2 separate regions of the Mus musculus genome follow, and region 1 is linked to region 2. Evidence: chromatin contacts called from public Hi-C data. All regions are on one chromosome and are shown on one strand. Each heading gives the region's core, a stretch centred on a gene start, on an enhancer-like site or on the middle of the called end of the contact. The rest is flanking DNA. Distances are from core to core; before and after follow the strand shown. Region 1 overlaps Gm35835 (a long non-coding RNA gene). Region 2 holds the start of Mir100hg (Mir100 Mirlet7a-2 Mir125b-1 cluster host gene).

The links. Hi-C and Micro-C count contacts between places; a contact is called where the count stands out from the background.
Region 1: a Hi-C map of cortical neurons shows a contact between it and region 2, with 2.4 times the contacts expected there. The contact joins the enhancer-like site here to the promoter of Mir100hg in region 2. A contact is called at or near these places in 1 of 39 promoter capture datasets (the SN4741 cell line), 1 of 484 Hi-C or Micro-C datasets (cortical neurons) and 1 of 115 datasets of contacts at active chromatin or transcription factors (forebrain).

Annotation. Positions count from the first base shown.
Region 1 is chr9:41,699,383-41,702,254 of GRCm38.p6, forward strand. The region is part of intron 2 of Gm35835 (a long non-coding RNA gene); the gene reads right to left. Among named protein-coding and RNA genes, the nearest start is that of Gm35835, 37 kb to the right of the region's middle. Within about 2 kb of position 1,474, at least 25 of the 459 cell types and tissues checked have an H3K27ac peak or open chromatin away from gene starts, as enhancers often do. A contact at or near this core is called in cortical neurons, where this site is marked.
Region 2 is chr9:41,375,020-41,377,883 of GRCm38.p6, forward strand. Mir100hg (Mir100 Mirlet7a-2 Mir125b-1 cluster host gene) reads left to right here and starts at 1,507. Exons shown (of 5, transcript NR_131928.1): 1 at 1,507-1,657.

The DNA of each region.
Region 1 (2,872 bases), core at 224-2,723, 320 kb after region 2:
ATAGCTATAGCGATAAGCCTTCACTGACTGCTTCAAGACACGGACACTGAAAGAAATGAATTATGGGTAAGGGGAACTGTCAGGTAGGGAGTATTGGTCAATTTTCAGGAACTTTAAAGCAACTGTGATGGATGTGGAAAGAGAGATCGATGGAGAACTATCAATAGGGATTTCACTGTGAAGATGTCATTGCCACCGGCTCACTAGTCCCTCCAATGACCGCAATCTGAGCAAATTAAAAGGGGGAGCATTATTTCTCATGTAACAGTGGAAATAATAAATCAATCACATACTCTCACAACTGAGGAGATCAGTCTCGGAGGTCAGGGACAGATAATATTGTTCTGGGTGAATGTCAGAGGTGTCTTACCTGATCAACAATCATGATCATAGCTTTGGTGTGCCATTGCAGATGAGCCTAACAACACTCTTTACGATAGACAACCAGACCAAGTTCCCTTTCCATATGAGAGGTGATACTCAGAGTCAGACTGTATACAATGGCCTAGAAGCGTGCAGGTGTAATCCTGGCTTATTGTTCCGAGGGTAGATTGTGTCTGCCTGTCCTCATCCTTCAGGAAACCCTCTTTTTGTTGGTGCCCCACCCCCCCATGGCTTGATGCTTGCATGTCTGTTCTCCTCGGTAAAACTTTAGCCCTGAGTCAGCATATACTCCAGGGCTTTCTTGAGTGATATATGATGTGGCCCTGGCAGGTCTCCAGGCCTCTCCAACTGATGCCACCTAGAGCTTCTTGTCATTGCCCCCATCAAAAGGAAGCTCACAGACAGGGGGTGAGAAGAAAGAAGTAATCTGGGAGCTGCCTAAACAAATGTATACTGAAATTCCAGGCAGCTGTGCAGCCCACCCCAATTTAGGATAATTCAAACTTTCTTGCTGAGTTCACTGGTTATTTGTTGACCATCCAGCCTGGTGTCGTTGCAACAACGCTCCAGGGAGACTTTTAATTTGTATTTGATTTTTGCTAGATCTTCTTTTTTGTCTTTTTCTCCCCTGATTATTGCATTCTTTGCTCTCTCTCTCTCTCTCTCTCTCTCTCTCTCTCTCTCTCTCTCTCTCTCCCTCCCTCCCTCCCTCCCTCCCTCTCCCTTCCTCCCTGCCTCTCTCTCAAGTTGTTTGCAACCTTCTCAACCAATTAACTCTCATATTCTACTTCTAGTATACCTAGGAGCTTGGCTCTCATCAGAGTCAGGGTTGGTTGTTGAAGATGCTAGTAAAGATGCAGGTGCAGCCCAATTTGTGACCAATCCATCTCTTTGTTTTGGCTTTAGACCTAGGGGAAAACAAACAGTTCCTTGGGTCCTCTCTCTGTCACTGCCCATGTGATTTTTCCCCCCCTGGCTACTTGGGGGCTGAGCAGGGTAGCCGCAGTAAGCATTCATTTCTCTTCCTCTGTATGTGTGAATGCATTACGTCATTCCAATGAGATCTAGGCTTCAACGACAGACTCTCCCTGCTGGCTTGGCTGTGTTCTCGGCTCTGCAGACAACAAAAGATGACAGGTTGTAAGTTCCCACGTCAGAAGAGAGCAACTGGCTTCTGTTGGCAACCTTACTTGTCAACTGGCAGCCCCAAGAAACAGGCTCTCTGGGTCATATAAGGACAGGCAGGGGCTGACAAGTTTGATAGAAGAAGAAGAAGCAAGGAAAGGGTTGACTACGACATCAGAGCCTGACAGTGTCTCATCTCCCCCTCCCCCACACACATCCTCTTCATTGCAGAGTTTATGCCCATCTCCATAGCCTGGCACTAGGGCGCATTTATAAGAGACAGAGTAAGTATTTCCTGACTGTAACCCTAGAGAAGAACTTGGGAATGGTTATGTGTCACCTAGTCAGTAAAGAACTCTCTCCCTTCTTCACCAAACCTAGCCAGCTTGATGTTCTCTGTTACTAATGACCAATAAGAATGAAGCCTGTTCAATTTAATTTCTTTTTGAATGCAATGCTTATTTGAAGTCCAATAGAGCCAATCCAGCGAGGATGTGGATCCTATACAATCCCTAGCTTGGTTTAGGAGACCCTTCAAGGAAGCCTTTTACTTAGGAATATTTTTGGATTTGTAAGAAACTTGTGACAACGATATAGAATTCCTATACACACCATGCACCTTGTTCCCAGGCCAGTTCTACTATATGGCCACTTTTGAACAAAAGGCAAGCTTTTAGGGAAAATTATAACTGTCCAATGTGGGGGGTCCCCTCTCAAGTCCCACCCACTGTCACAGCACCTTTCTGCTTCTGGGATTCCCAGCTCAGTGTGGGAGCAGATTAAGCAAATCTAATCTAGTGCTATCCTCTGGGTTTTAATCACACGTTTCCCTATGGACAGCCCAGCTAGCCTGTGGATTCAGACCAATCTGTATTGGAAATCTACACTGGGGGAATCGTCCTCTCCGTACTTCCACCAGAACAATTGAAAATTATCCACTTCCCTCCTGACTTAAGCTATAAGCCATACCTGTTGTGCATCCTTTCTAGAGCCTCTCAGAGCTCTCTTCGCTCCTCCTGCTTCCCAGTGTGGATTTCTGCAGCTGCCCTGGGACCTGGATCTTAAGTCTTTCCTCCCTAGCTTCCGTCTTCTGCACCATCAACCAGACCTCACCCCAACACTCATTTCTTGCTTGAGATAAGGCCTGCTCATATCATGACCTCCATGTTTTGTATTGTAGGTCCAGAAATAAACATTTTTCATAATCACTATTCCCCAAAATGAGGTCTAGAGTCATGTCCAAGCCCTTCCAAACTTGTCTAGTCTACAAGCACTCAGCACGCTATTTTTTACATAGCAAGCATTAAGATAACGTTCAACATTTATGTGATCATGTTTGTATAGACATTTACTGCTAGCTAGT
Region 2 (2,864 bases), core at 257-2,756:
CGATCTGATTGCAGTGCCATTAATTGAAAGACTCGGGAAGTGTGATGGGGAGTTGAACTCTGGATTCTCCCTGCCTTTGGGTCCAGATCTGTCTGAAAGGAGCATTTTGGTCTGACGTGAATTATTCTTTCTTTGTCAGTTCTTGTGAGAGCTTTATTCAGGCCTTGTGAGATTTACAATGTGAAATCGTACACTGTCTCTGCCCTTAAAGGAAGAGGAGAACTCAGAGTGTGTGTCTGTGGGCTTTCTAGGAGTTGGGAGTTAACCCATTTTGGACAGCTCTCTTTCGTAGATTACCTACATATGGCAGAGAGGAAAAGAGAGACTCCCCAATGTGGAAGGCAGACATTTTGCTCATGTCTTAAGCAGTTTTATTTACAATGTTGCATGTTACAAGGTTGCTTTGGCTTATTTCCACTCCCCATTCTCAGAATATATGAAACCCCAGAGACACTGGTATGTAGTTAGAGATTTTGTTTATGGTTATCTTGCTATGTTGATTGCTTAACCTACTCTTCCAAAAGATTTTTTTCCCATAAATTCAAATTAACTTGAGAATTTTTACATACATCAGGTATGTCTGCATACATATTTCATAAGTACGTTAATATGAAAAATTTAAGGGGGTCTTCTAAAATATGTCATTGGGGGCAAAAATCTCCAGATCAGATTAGAACACACTAGACTTGGTTGCTTTGGTTCACAAAGTAATGCCCAGGTATTTGTGTAGTAGTTTATTGTATTTTAATGAGATGAGAGTTTATTATTTAAAAATTTCAGGCTAGATACCCAGATTTTCACAGCACATTTAAATCTACCACAAAGGGTCACTCATCTTTATTTTTTTTTTTCTAGAATAATATGGTTTGGATGCATTGAAAAGTTTAGTATGTGTTATTAATAACACATGTCCAGCCTAATGTTTTTATTCTTCTGGGCGGGCCTATGCTAGAATTTTCTTCCCCAAGGTGTGTCTGAATCCTGCTAATGCTTTCAGCCTGCAAAGACAGGAAGTGCACACACGGCCACAGCACATGACCCTCCTTCTAGAACACATCTTGAAAATGTTTCGACTGCTTTCTGAGCACAGGGACAATGGCTTATGGTTGGGGGTGGGTGTGCTCTTCTCCTGCCTGACCTTTGGCTTGCTGAGAGATGTGTATGGCTACCCTGGGCTCTCTCAGCTGCTTTCAGGCTGCAGAGAAGGCGGCACCCACATTGGGAAGCAAAAGCTGTCGCAGGCTGCCTTGCCCATGACAGCGTGTCTAAAAATACATCCACCGAGATGCAGGCATATGCTCGCGCCTCGGTGTGAAGGAGCTCTCGCCTGTGTTTCTTGCTATCCCCATCTAAATGCTGGAGCGAGGAGTTAAATTATTCCAGAAGGCCCGCCAGGGTCTGATTTGCCACTGTCTGCTTCCTCGTTGCCTTTGAATGGGACCCTTGATCCAAGGCTTTCAGAGACCAGCCGGTGCTGATGGGGGTCCGTGACTTGGCGGTGGCGCCTGTTTGCTCCTTCTCTGTCTCGAGCATGGTTTTCTATCCTGCCGGGGAGGGCGAGAGCGCTGGGCAGAGGTGGCACCTGACCCGCTAGAACTCCGATGTCACTGCTGTGGCTGTTACTCCCCTCGGCAAGAGTCAAGGCGCACGCAGGACGGTGGGTCACCTCGCTGGCTATTTTGCACATTTCCTTTCTTCTCCTCAACCTTGTTAGGTTTTTTTCTAAGTGCCCAGGGGTTGAGGGGTTTTCCTAGCCCCTCTCTATCCTCGATCTATTCTGATTTGAATCTCTCTCAGGATTTGTAACACTTCCTCTCATTAGGAAAGCTTTGCTAGACTCGCATTCCCTGTCTCTGTAAACAGGGTTTTTTTTTTTGTTGTTTTTTTAATGATTTGTTGTTTTGGGGGTCTCTCTTTTGAATGTCAGCTCCAAATGTCTTAGCTTCTGGGGCTACCTCACACACTGAAACGGTTGTTGAGCTATTGTACCCGAGAGGAGAGGACACAGAAATGGCTCTTTAGAATAATAATCTCAAAAGGGAGATGAGAAAGACCCCAGAGGACAGCCTGTGCTCCTGCTCCAGCCTGGCTGAGAAAAGGGGGTCTCCAGGTGAGACTACTGTCTCCTTTACAGAGTCAGAGAGCGTCAAGATACTTTGTGTCTCATTTAAAATGATTTTAATTCTAACAAGAGGGACTAATGAAAGAAATCCCATTTCCCATGTAGGAGAAAGGAGAGGCACAAAGCACACATATGAAGGGCTCCAGAGCACACCATTCCTCTGGAAACCGGAAAGTGAGGGAGAGCGATTGTTACCTAGTCTCTCTCTCTCTCTCTCTCTCTCTCTCTCTCTCTCACACACACACACACACACACACAGAGTTTCAGAGTAGCAGTATTTCTGTGTCCTTGGCCACCCAAGGCAGTGCATTGTTTTTCCAAAGGTTATGTGGAGGTTTTTGTAAAACGAAATAAAAAAAAATTATTTATTTTATTTCAGACGGTGAGTAAGCTCAGAATGCATTCAGTACTAACCAATACAGAATACAGACATGCCCAACATAAGCTGTTATTCTCCACGAGCAACCAAACACCACAACACACACACACACACACACACACACACACACACACACACACACACACACACACACACACCCTCCCCCTCAAACAAACAAACCCAATGTTAGCCAAAATCCAGACTGCCTGTAAATCTTGAAGTGTTTTCCTCTGTGGAGAAGAATGAACCTCCCCGGATGCTTTTCTGCAGCTGAACATTTTCTATTGCTTTTCTTCTCTGCTCAGTCTCCCTTGCCTCTTTCTTAGGAGCCACTGAGACAAAGAACAGTTACTTTTAGCTCCT